2 separate regions of the Mus musculus genome follow, and region 1 is linked to region 2. A link is a contact called in public ChIA-PET data. All regions are on one chromosome and are shown on one strand. Each heading gives the region's core, a stretch centred on a gene start, on an enhancer-like site or on the middle of the called end of the contact. The rest is flanking DNA. Distances are from core to core; before and after follow the strand shown.

Region 1 (6,529 bases), core at 268-2,767, 130 kb after region 2:
CTACCTTCAGGGCTTTTGTAATAGTTTGAGAAATCACAAAAATGCCTATAGTTCCCATGTGCTTGATGAACCAAGGAAGTACATGGCCCAGTGGGTATGATTTGATGGTCTCTTTTGTACATCCTCAAGTGTTTGTATCCTAAATTGTGTTTTTCCTTAGAACATCTTTAGGGCTGGGTCTGTTTCTCCATCAAGTCTTACTGATCCTAATGGTGGCAGTGGATCTGAGCAGCTCTGTTGGGTGGGCCCATGGACAAATGCTAATGTCTCTTTGTGCTTCTGTATTTCCACCACGTACACCTCTCTGTGACTGTTCCCTTTTGCCCCTCAAACTCGTGACCACAATTCTACCCCACATCGTTTCATCAGGATCTTGGGTTTGTCTCGGCCATGAAGCTGATGGAGCTTTAGTTTGAAACACATGGAGGGGGAACGAGGCTCGTTTAGGTTTAAGACAGAAGCATCCACACCACAGAGATGGTTTTTGAAGTCCTGCTCCTTCCCTTTCACTTCTCCAACATCTTTTCATTTGTCCTTCACCACACCTTTAAGGCAAAAGCAAAAGAAACAAGCAATAAGCAACAAGCCAGGTCTCATGTCTAATGCTAGAATCCAGGAAGCTGAGACAGGAGTCATGACTTCAAGGCCCTCTGAATTACACATATAGGCTGAGTTACAAACCAGCCTATATAGAGTGAGAATCTGTCTCAAAATCAAAAGGAGGAAAAACCCAACACAACCTACAAACAAATAAAAAGCCCTCAAAACTGGAATAATTGTTTAGAAAGTTTGTACTCTTATGAGAACAACAGGAAGAAAGAACACGAAGTGGCACTCACAGAGAAAATGGGCCCTCAACTCTTGAGCAAAGGAAATTAGAGTTCACTTTGACTAAACTATGTTCTAGTGTAATGAGTAAGATGTCTGAATGTCAGGCCACTCTTCTTTCTTGTGCTTATGTATTTAATCTCATAGAGAAGTAGCTGCACTCCAGATTACATTTATATGAATTAATGGATCCTTTGAGATTGTGTGAGAGGCTACTACACCGTTGACTGACATATGATCTGGATTATACAAACATCAAGCACAAGGAAGTTTCTGGTTTCTACAGTAGACCCATGTAGGTGAGTCTTACAGTGCATCATTTCCAGCTGGCAGACAGGAGAAAAAAAAGAACCCCCTTCCATGGGTAGAATCCGTGGGCCAGGTCTAGGAGTGGTGTCCTATCTTCTGTCCACACTACTTGGGCAACACTCAGTGCTGTGACTCCATCTAACCACAAAGGCGGCTGAGGAATGATCAAATATGATATGGCTTCTAAAAATAAGGAGTTTGCACTATCTCTGTTGACCAAGGGGAAGTGTCCATGATATATTAGTGATGAAGTAAGTTTCACAGTAATATGTATCATATGATATTTATAAAAGAAATGTGAGACTTCCCAGTGGTGTTTTGTGTCTTCCCACAAGCCCTGTGGAAAGCTGAGGAGACTGACACCCCACACTCTGACTATCGAGCCATTTACAGGCAGGGTGGAGATGTCGGCAGAGATGTGACACTTGGAACCTTTCTTTGTACATCTTTGAGTTCTGGCTTTTGTTTCACTTCTACTTACTCATACTTACTTTGGCCTTTTTAATATGTGTGATTATAAATGGGTTATAGTGAAGGGCTACTTTCATCCCCACACTCAAAAGGCAGGTGAATCTCTGTAAGTTTGAAGACAGCCTGATGTACATATGAAGTTCCAGGCTAGCTGGGACTACATAGGGAGTATTCTGTCTCAAACACACACACAACACACACACACACACACACACAAAACAAATTAAAAAGAAACCAAAATACTTGATTTAAAAATATCAAAACAAAGAAACATTTTATAATGGCTCATGTAAGCAGGTGTTGGGCCCTGTGAAATGTAGCAAACAGAAGTAAGGAAGAAACAATGTAGCTCTTTGTGTGTGTGTGTGTGTGTGTGTGTGTGTGTGTGTGTGTGTGTGTGTATACACCCTAACATGTGTTCCACTAGGAAGATAATTTTTTCTCAAGTTGGAACAGGGTACCTGAATGAATCAGGATATAGTACACAGACTCTGATTCCACATACAGCAAGTTAATCCTTCAATATTTACTATGGTAGCAGCTGGTATATCAAAGGTTACTAAGTATTCTACACCTAAATATCTGGGCCCTAGAATCAATCTCTCTCTCTCTCTCTCTCTCTCTCTCTCTCTCTCTCTCTCTCTCTCTCTCTTTCTGTATATTGTTACTATATAGACACTCTGATTTTGAGGAAGGAAATAATCAATGTGAATCTATAACTTGGTTGGAATGAACTTGTTAGATCCTGATAACTCTTGATAAGTCAGAGAATAGAATCCCCTAGACCACAGGGCTGAGACCTGGATCCTCCCCATGACCAATACGCAGAGATTCTTCCAAAAGCCAACCCCTAGGAGGTCAAAGAGTTACGGGCTTCAGCCACAGCCTTTTTGCTCCTGGCCATTTACTTTTCTGTGTTTCCTCTTCAAGTCTAGGAGGTTAAAGACTCTGGCTATTAATCCAGTTCTTATGGAATGTGGCCCAGAATCTGTGTTGGGTTCCTTGTTAATAAAAAATAAGCAAACAAACAGATATAGTGATCCCTATCTCTAATTCTAGCACTTGGAAAGTGGAGACAGAAGAGTCAAGAGTTCAAAGCCACCCTCAGCTACGTAGTTAATTTGAGGCTAGTCTAGGCTACATGAGACCCTGTTTCAATAAAATAAATAAACAGTCTGCGGAGATGGGTCAGAGGGTAGGAGTCTTGTGAGAGTAAGAGCACCAGAGGGTAAATTCCACAGAAAAGTGGGCACTGGTCACAAGTTCCTGTAACTCTAGCATTAGGGTGGGAGTGGCTGGGCAGAAATAAGCGTGTCTCAAGAGCTTTAGCCAGCCAGTCTAGCCAAAAGGTCCAGTTCAGTAAGAGACTTTTTCTCAAAAAGTGAGGTGATGAGGGCTGGAGAGATGGCTCAGAGGTTAAGAGCACTGGCTGCTCTTCCAGGGGTCCTGAGTTCAATTCCCAGCAACAACATGGTGGCTCATAACCATCTATAATCAGATCTGGTACCCTCCTCTGGCCTGAAGGCATACATGCCTGCAGAAGCCTGTATACATAATACATTTTTTAAAAAATCTAAAGGAAAAAAATGAGAGATAGAAGATGCCCAAAGTTCTATGATGGCAGATCACAGACTAGACAAAGGTAGTGGTTTAAAAATAACTGTACAAAGGAATAACGATTTATCCAAACCATCTTATAGCATCCAGGGACAAAAACAAGTGAAATAGCAAGCTAGTCACAGAAGGAGACCACCCATGAGTGCTGCAACCAAGAGAAAGAAGCCATTGTGAAAAGCCATGCTACTGGATCCTCCTAGCTGGGATGTTTGAAGACAGCCAAGGATATAGAAACACCAGACTAGTCCTCAATTGTCAAGGATGCCTGGGGACGAGAGAGGGACAAAGAGGTGGGACACAGAGGACTTTTAGCCCAATAAAACTGTTCTTCTTGTTTACTGTAATAGATCCATCACTGTACATTCGTCAAAACTCCAGAACAAACATGTAACAGGAAGAATGAGCCCTAATGTAAACAATGGAGTAGTACACTGTCAGTATTGGTTCATCAGTTGTAACAAATGTACCACATTAATACAAGATGTTAATGGCAGGGTAAAAATCTGCATGAGGTCGGGGAGAGGGACACAAAGAGCTGTATGAGAATTATTTGTGTTTTCTGCTCATTTTCCTGAAAAAAAAAGTCTGCTACTAATCTGAAGATTTTGACTGAAACCCCCAATGAACTCAGGGATAAAGATGTCCTATTTGAACCTGTTGTATTGGCCCACGCTTATAATCCCAGCAGTTAAAAGATGGAAGCAAGAAAATTACTGTGAGTAACCATGGCGAGTCCTAGGCAGAACAAGGCTCATTCATACTCAGAAGAAGAAGAAGAAGAAGAAGAAAAAGAAGGAGGAGGAGGAGGAGGAGGAGGAGGAGGAGGAGGAGGAGGAGGAGGAAGAAGAAGAAGAAGAAGAAGAAGAAGAAGAAGAAGAAGAAGAAGAAGAAGAAGAAGAAGAAGCAGCTTTTATAGGTCAGAGTTGGCCCTGTTCCAAAACAAAGCAAGACAACCCCAAACTAAAATATGTTATGTCTTCATGCAACCTGCATTTCTATAGATTGTGGCTACTATTTGTACACACTTAAATTTGCTACTTAGTATAGTGTTGATACAATATCTAGGGGTTTAAAATCAACCAACTGAATAAGGGCAGAAAATATAGAAAGATACATTCTCATGCTGCAGGTCCTTCCAAATTCTGATGTTAAAGAAAACCTCAGCATTTAGCACACACATTTTAATAGGAAGAAATTCCATGATAATAAAATTGTGGAATCTTTCTATCAGGAGGACTGGGATCTGAGTGTACGTGGGTGTGGCTGTGTGGAGGTGAGAGGTCAATGCCAGATGTCTCCCTCAGTCATGCGGGTGCCCGGAATCAAACTTAGGTCTGCAGGCTCACCCAACAAGCCCTTCACTAATGGGGACTTAGCCCCAGCCCCACATTTTCTCTAAGACTTGAACTTAACTATATGGATCTGAGGGTGACTTCAAACTTCTAACACTTCTGGCTTTACTTACTAGTTGTAATCATGTAATTATTTACAGATTACAGTCATGTTCCTCTATGTTTAAACTATGCAGTACAAGGGATCGAACCCAGGACTTTATGCATACTGGGCAAGCACTCTCCTAACTGAGCTATATCCCCAGCCCCAAACTTCGTTTTTATATTCTTTTTGTCATTGTTGTTAGGTTTTTGGTTGTTTTGCTTGGCTGGTTTTTGGAGGGAGGGTTTTTTTTACTTTTGCTTTTGTTCTTGTTTTTGAGACAAGGTCTCTATGAAGCCCTGGCTTTCCTGGAACTCTCATTGTAGACCACACCGGTCTCAAATTCACAGAGATTTCTGCCTCCGCCTTCCCCTCTTTCTGCCTCTGCCTTCCCCTCTCTCTGCCTCTGCCTCTCTGCCTCTACCTCTCTGCCTCTGCCTCTCAAGTGTTGGGACTAAAGACATGGGCTACTATCACCCGGCCCTTAATAGATACTTTGAGGACAAGCCATATTACCTAGAATGAGATGAGTATTTGTAGTCAGAGGCAATCAGCTCAGTTAGTAATGGAGCCCAATTCAAAGTGTTGTTTTCAACTTTGAACCACTGTGCTTAAGATAACTGACCAAGGATACGCCTCCCCTGTGACTATATCCAAACTGTTTGTTCTTTACCGCCCCCACCCCGTAGTCACAGCTTCCAAATCTATTAATTCAGCTATGAATTCAATCAAAACCATTCCTTACAAATGGCATCCATACTAAATTTGTCCAACTTTTTTTGTCATTATTTTCTAAACAGTGTAGCATCATCTAAGGGCTCTTTACTTAGATTTGCATGGTGTTGGGTATGGGAAGTACAGATGATTTTAAGTAGACACAAAAGGTGCACGGGGAGCAAACCCTACACCATCTTACACAAGGGACTCTGATGTCTTCAGGTTTTAGTATCTTCACGATTCTGGAACTAATTCTTTGAGGATACTAAGGAATGATTATTGAGGTCAGGCAAGGATTTGGGCCACAGAATTTGCCATCATCTAATTTCCCTCATCTAAGATCATCTTTTGTGGCAACTAAAATGGCTGAACTTAGAGACAAAAACCTTAGTCTCTGCCTTGACATGGAGAACACAGCTGGTTGCTAGAAGCTGCTTCATTATTAGAGAGGAAGTATAAGGTTTTCCCCACCAGTCGACCTGTATCTTCTGTCCCAAATACACAGTGCCCACCAGCTCTTTGCTTGTTCAGGAACTCTTTGTATTTGGAAAGGAGGCAGAGAGATAGGAGGGTAAGCCAACGGAGGTGGCAAAGCTACTGGTCACCCTGAAGTGTGTCCACTTACAGCTGAGACTGTATCCAAGCACCATAAAAGGGCCGTACCAGACTCACAGAATCCCCCTGAATCCTGAGCATTGGTCTAGCCGAATAAAGTTTATTTGATTCCATCTATCACCTCCTCAAATAATTATGAACAGCGTGTTTACCAACTAAAGCAAAGAGACGCTTAAATTCTTCCCAGAACACTCAGCTCTGCATTCCAAGTGCTTAGCCTGGGGGTCGCCATTGTGCACACACAATAAATCTTAGTGTATCAGGAATCCAGGCAGTCTCGAAGCTCCGATGACAGAGATTTTTTTTTCTTTAACAGACAGAAGTCAGGGAGGGCAATCAAACAATGAGACTCGGGCAAGGGCGGCTCTGAACCTCTGAGCTGTGTGTGGGAGAAGACAGATGAGGCAGGAATTCTGAGAAAGATAACAAGAAGCAAGCTAGAGAGGAAAGAAAGAAGTTGGTGAAGCAGGAAGAGAAAAAAGCTCTGAAATAAAGCGGGGTGAGAGATAGAAGCTCGTGTGTGTGTGTGTGTGTGTGT
Region 2 (5,743 bases), core at 3,127-5,626:
GTGCTAGGGAAATAAAACTAAACCCAAATTTGCTTGCTTATATCTTAGTTCCACAAGAAAGGCTCAGCTGTCTCTTTAAATCTGCCACTAGGGCATGCAGAAGTGTCGCAGGCAGGTAATCTGAATGTCATCTGAACCATCACCTCATACAGGGATGGATGGCATTGCTGTCCCCTGGTGACAGCTGCTGAATCCTGAGACACCCACAGAAAACTAAGCAGAACACAGCAGATCTTTCTGTTGGGGCAAGATGCTGAACTATTCCCCCAGGTGGAAATACCATTGCCCCTTTTCCCCATAAACTGCAGGTTTTATTTTAACAATTGGGCCTCTTTTGTAATCTAAGAGCTGGGACTGCAGGCCTTTGGAAAGGAGCAACACTCGGCAAGAGATTAGAATGTTCATTTTGTTCTCATGAACACCAAACATTCCTCTAGCAGAGTGAGCTAACTGGTGGGTACTGGAACTAAGGAGTTGCTACACTTGGGGATAAGAAGTAGAGAGGAGGGAGAAAGGGATTGTATGGCAAGGCAATATGGAGGGCTGAAAGGCTGTGCTCTCCACGAAAGCCTCCCATTTCCTGTCACTTCCTTCATCACCTCCAGCACAGTTTTGTGTCTTTGGAAAATGGTTTTTTGTTCCCTCCAGGACAATCCCCTCACCAAGGGGATGTGCTTTCCTCTGTCCTCCCACTCACATTAGAACTGTACCCACTTTCACTGGTAGGGTTAGCTAGTCAGCTCTGCACCTAGACTGGAAGCACCTTGGGGCCACAGGCTCCACATCCTGGTGTCAGTGCACCTTGCAGCACCCCGCAGAGCCTTACACACAGGAAGTGGGAGGTGTGAACAGAACCGCTTGACTTTGCTCACGTGATGGTTGTGATGGTGATGGTTCAGGTCAGCACCTCTCTCCTACCATAAAAACCTAGAAATTGTTCTATCACACTAAAGTGATTATGAGAGGATGGAGTGAGAATGCACATTCTGATTATTTTTGAGGACAGAAGGGAGAGGGAGTGATAATGGGCATTTCAATGAGGGAAATTTCAGGAGAAACAAACAAACAAAAATCCTGCTTTTAGCAAAAATCTGACCAAGGGAATTTGTACAGTTAAAAACATATGCATAAACTGATGGGGTGGTAGGAAGAAAGAACATATGTGAACATGTGTGCACACCACACATACACATCTAAAGATGAAGAAACAGTAACAAAGACAGAGGGAGAAGACTAAATGGAAGATTAAAAAGGATCACCTAACTACTTTTCCAGGCAATTTGATAGATTTGAAGGAATGGCCAAAATCCTAGTATGAGGAACTCAGTTTTCTTGCTACCAAAGAATAAGAGTTTGCAATAGCATCTGCACCAGCAAGTGGTGGCCTGTCACCTGTCTCCTGAGAATAGAAGGAAGTGTCTGCATGCATGTATTCAGGCCTGTTTTGGACTCCCAAGAGACCAGAAATTCCTGAGGGAGACAGAACCCACACTGGTTTCCTAAGGAAGTCCTGGCAATGTTCTGCTGGGATTAGCACTGTGCACAGCAGGTACTTAGTACCAACTGACAAAAGGAGCCAAACTCAGAGGCTGCAGTTGAAAAGCTCTAACCCAGGACTGTGTAGTTCTTTTTCATTTAGCCTCAACAACTGACAAAAAGAGAAAGAAAAATAACAACCCCCTAATCCTCCAAGGATTCGACTGAGAGTTGATTCTGAAGCTAAGTAAAACCTTGCCTTGTTAGAAATTTGGCTTGGATAAAAATCCCACAGAAGTGTTCGTGGTTGATTAACCTAAGTGCTCTCTCAGCAAACACACGCATGAAGAAGCCCTGGTGCACATACACAATGGATGTTTACTCAGTCGGAAGCAATGAAATTATGTCACTGTAGGAAAATGGACGGAACTGGAGATCATCATGTCAAGCAACAGAAACCCAACTCAGGACCAGCGCTGTTAGGAGGCACTCAGACACATTAAGTTTCCCTGGACTCTGAAGAAAGTAGGAAACAGAAAATGGGTTGATTTACAGTTTGCTCAATGGGTGTGTGTGCCCAATGTCCTCCCACCATGCCAGTAGCCATCTTACAATTTTTACAAAGCCATAAGCCAAAGGTTAGAACATATGCAAATTTAGCTGTGAGAGAAGTTAACAAGCCCCTCTCTAGGGGAAAAGAGGGTTTGGCTCCAGATGGCCTCCATATTACTCTAAGAATATTTTATGCAAGTACAGATTGAGGAAAATGGGGTCTTAAATATCCCTCATTTTTTAAAGATAAGAGTTTCAAGTCGTTGTGAGAACCCATTTTTGGCCTTGGAGAGTTTCCTGTTCCTAAGTCCATTTGTACTATAGGTAGAAAGGGTTTCTGTGGTGAGCTTTGGAGCCCTTACGATCGATCTCTTCCTTTGGGCACAGTCCTCACACTGGTCACTATCCTCCAGGCTTGTAGCACTGTCTCTGATCTAAGTCCCCATCGCTCCTTCTCATCTGCTTCAAAAGACCCTATTGTTTGGTTCCAGGTTTGGGGCTGCCCCCTCCTCCTGGGTTTGGCATCATCACTGTATGCTATTCCCTGACTGTTCTGCTTGGCAGAGTGAATGGATGACACTGGGAGTTTTCCTTTCCCTGTAGGCATTGTGTTCAATATGGGCAAATATTTGTGTAGCCTCAGTATTGTGCATTAACACAAGGACAGAATCATTAGTGATTAGATTTTTCTATGGGAAACAGCAAAGCATTGGAGAGAAAGTAAACCCCAGTGGAAGATAAAAAATGCTAAGGGTGGGCATCTTAAAGTATTACTCAGAAACAATGTGGGAAATGGCAGAATTGTATTTCCTCTGTTCTTCTAAAGGGAAGTTCAGGAGAAGGTCAGAAGGAGAACAATGCAGACCATCTATCACACAGCCTCTCCCCTAGAACGGTCCCTTACACACTGCAGTCTCAGATTTCAATTCTATAATTATACCACCCCCCACCCCATCCCCATCTCCGCTACAGAATGCTCGCCACCATGGCCTCCTTAATTATATATTTCATTTCCATTTACTAACACTGGGACTTGGTGGCCACTGCCAGGGTGGGCCCATACAATGTTCCCTCTCAGTTACATATACAAATGTTACAGAATCCATACATGTTGCTAATGGTGACCTTCAATCATCAACTTTTGGTTTTGTTTATTGAACAAACAAGAACTAGGTATCAGTTGTGGGTTTTCCTGGGGGAAACCATATTGGGATACCTTTTCTTCCCCTTAACAGTTTCGTTCAAGCCAAACCTTGTTTAAGGATACAAAAGGTGGTCTTGAAAGAGGCTATAGCAGCATGGGGCCTGAGGTGTAGGTGTTTGAGAGCATCAGCAACACCCACTTGCCATGTTCTTTGAGTTGGTGGGTGGATCAGAAAGGGAGTACCAGAAATGGATGCCATGGCAGACCCTGGGGGAACCCTACTCCTTCATCTAACTCACATAAGATGGCACTGAAGCTTTGTGTAGGAGACTTTGGATTACAGCTCCCAAACTGGTCGTTCCGCTTGCTCTGCTGGCTGCACGCTAACAAAGAATAGTCGAGGAACACCCCCATAGAACAGACAGGGGTGAGCTAATTAGCACTCCATCTGGGAGCAGAGGGTAGACCCCAAGCTGTCACGCTAAAGCAGTGGTTCTCAACCTGTGGGTCGAGACCTTTTGATGGCCAAATCACCATTCCACAGGACTTGCACATCAAATATTTATATTATAATTCATAACCGTAGCAAAATTACAGTTTTGAAAGTAGCAACAAAATAATTTTATGGTTTGGGTTACTACAACATGAAGAACTATATTAAAGGGTCACAGCATTAGGAAGGTTGAGAACCAGTGCTCTAAGTGATGGTATGAGCAGGATTTTAATTTAAAAAAAAAAAAGTACTTTAGAATGTTCCAGAGAAGGCATTTGTGGGAATGAGCTATACATTCAGGGGATTTAACATCAGCGGGTGGTCCCAGAAACGTTAGTAAATGAAACACAAATCACTGTGATGTGTGTGTTATTCTCTTAGGTCTCTTTGGAAAACCCCTTTTAGTGTTGGATTGTGTTTATAAAGGTTTTACGGAGGGACTTCTGGGAACACAGTGGTGACAGGCAGCCTCTGAGATGGCCTGTGATAGTCTACATCCCCTTATCTGGTGTTCCATTATATCAAGTGGGGTAAATGTGTGGAATCGATAAGATATCACAGAAATAATGATGTGTGACTTGTGAGATTAGTCGTAAAAAGGCACTGGCTTCTAGCCTGTTGAGTTTTGAATCACCTGCTATTGGAGCAAGCAGTGGCCATATTGAGAGGATAATGAGTGCCTGCTAGCAGGCAGCGCCAGCTTGCCAGTCACAAGAGTGAGCCTCCTTAGACTCCCGCAAGTGTCAAGTGTTTATAGCCCTAGCTAAGGGCTCAGTGAGTACAGTCTCCCAAGACTGGGCCAGGACTATCTGAGCCAAGTTGCTCTCAAGTTACTGACCCCCAGAAACTGAGATGATAACCACTTAGTGCACAAGCCACTAAGTTTTAAGGCAATTTGTCCCACAGTTATGGCTCATGTCCATGTGAAGGAATGCTATGCTCCTAGGAGAGCAGACCCTGTACAAAAGCAACTCTAGATTACTCTCTGGTCAGCTTCAATGGAACAGCCTGGACACATGTGCTGTGCTCCACTCAGTCCCTATTCTGACTGGACTTACTTAAATATCTTCTCCTAAGGAGAACAATGATGCTAGAGGCTTTCCAAACACTTTAAAGCTGGCAGGACCAAACTTGTAGGAAGAAGGCTGCAACTTGCTATCCTACAGGAAGGAGCCAACAGAGATATTAACAAATTGACCTGCATAAAACTTAAACTATTTATATTTTTTAATGAGAAAAGTATTAGCATATACTAGTTACATATAATAATGGGTTTCATTGTGGCATTTCCATACATGTACATATTTTGACCATATTCAAGATTTAATTCGACTTATTTTATTTTTTTAGATAGTGTTTCTCTGTACAGCCCTGGCTTGTCTAGAACTTACCTGTAGAGCAGGCTACCTTGAACTCACAGAGATCTGCCTGCCTCTGCCTCCTGAGTGCTCAGAGTAAAGAATCTAAACTTTTTAGCATTGAGAACTCAGGTGGTACTACCTAAGGGTAGGGACTTCCAGCTTCTCATGAAAATTAAAAGCTCAGGCAATTCTAGGGCCCATATTTATTGACAGCAATGATGATCTGAGGATGGTGGTGCTGCCCTTTCATAGACCCCTGTGTGCCACTTGCTGTAGCTGCATCAGCTTACAGCGGCACCATCTGGCTCTACTGGCACTTGAATTCTCAGATGGATAGGAGAGAGACTAGATGTAGGGAGACAAGTAAAATGTCTAAAAATAAAAGTTTTTATTTTTGATTGGCACTTTAGAGAGTTACAAAATTAGTTTTCTTTGCTACCCCCCACCTGCACCCCATAGCTGCTATCTCCCCTCCCCTCCACCCCTGTAGCTAGGCTGACCTAGAACTCTGCTATATACTTCAGGCAGTCTTTAAATTCTTGATCTTCTTGCTTTAGCCTCATGAGTTCTGGGATTAGATATGTGCCACCATGCCCTGTACTTTCAAAATTATTTTTCTTTGACTAGACAAAAAGCTGCCCAGAGGCAAGAGGCCATTTAAAATTTAGAAAGTATGTAAAACAACTACTGCACTTTACATTAAGTAGCATGCATTTT

What was found. ChIA-PET counts read pairs in DNA pulled down with a chosen protein or histone mark.
Region 1: an SMC1A ChIA-PET map of the G1E-ER4 cell line shows a contact between it and region 2, with 5 read pairs. The contact joins two enhancer-like sites. A contact is called at or near these places in 1 of 15 datasets of contacts at CTCF or cohesin (the G1E-ER4 cell line), 4 of 484 Hi-C or Micro-C datasets (B cells, the CH12 cell line, bone marrow-derived macrophages and 1 more) and 4 of 115 datasets of contacts at active chromatin or transcription factors (acute myeloid leukemia, bone marrow-derived macrophages, fetal liver and 1 more).

Annotation. Positions count from the first base shown.
Region 1 is chr6:38,890,939-38,897,467 of GRCm38.p6, forward strand. It overlaps a transcript of Tbxas1 not described here. Among named protein-coding and RNA genes, the nearest start is that of Hipk2, 18 kb to the left of the region's middle. Within about 2 kb of position 1,518, at least 19 of the 459 cell types and tissues checked have an H3K27ac peak or open chromatin away from gene starts, as enhancers often do. A contact at or near this core is called in the G1E-ER4 cell line, where this site is marked.
Region 2 is chr6:38,758,600-38,764,342 of GRCm38.p6, forward strand. All of the region lies in intron 2 of Hipk2 (homeodomain interacting protein kinase 2), which reads right to left. The region is part of intron 2 of 4930502C15Rik (a long non-coding RNA gene); the gene reads left to right. Among named protein-coding and RNA genes, the nearest start is that of 4930502C15Rik, 24 kb to the left of the region's middle. Within about 2 kb of position 4,377, at least 13 of the 459 cell types and tissues checked have an H3K27ac peak or open chromatin away from gene starts, as enhancers often do. A contact at or near this core is called in the G1E-ER4 cell line, where this site is marked.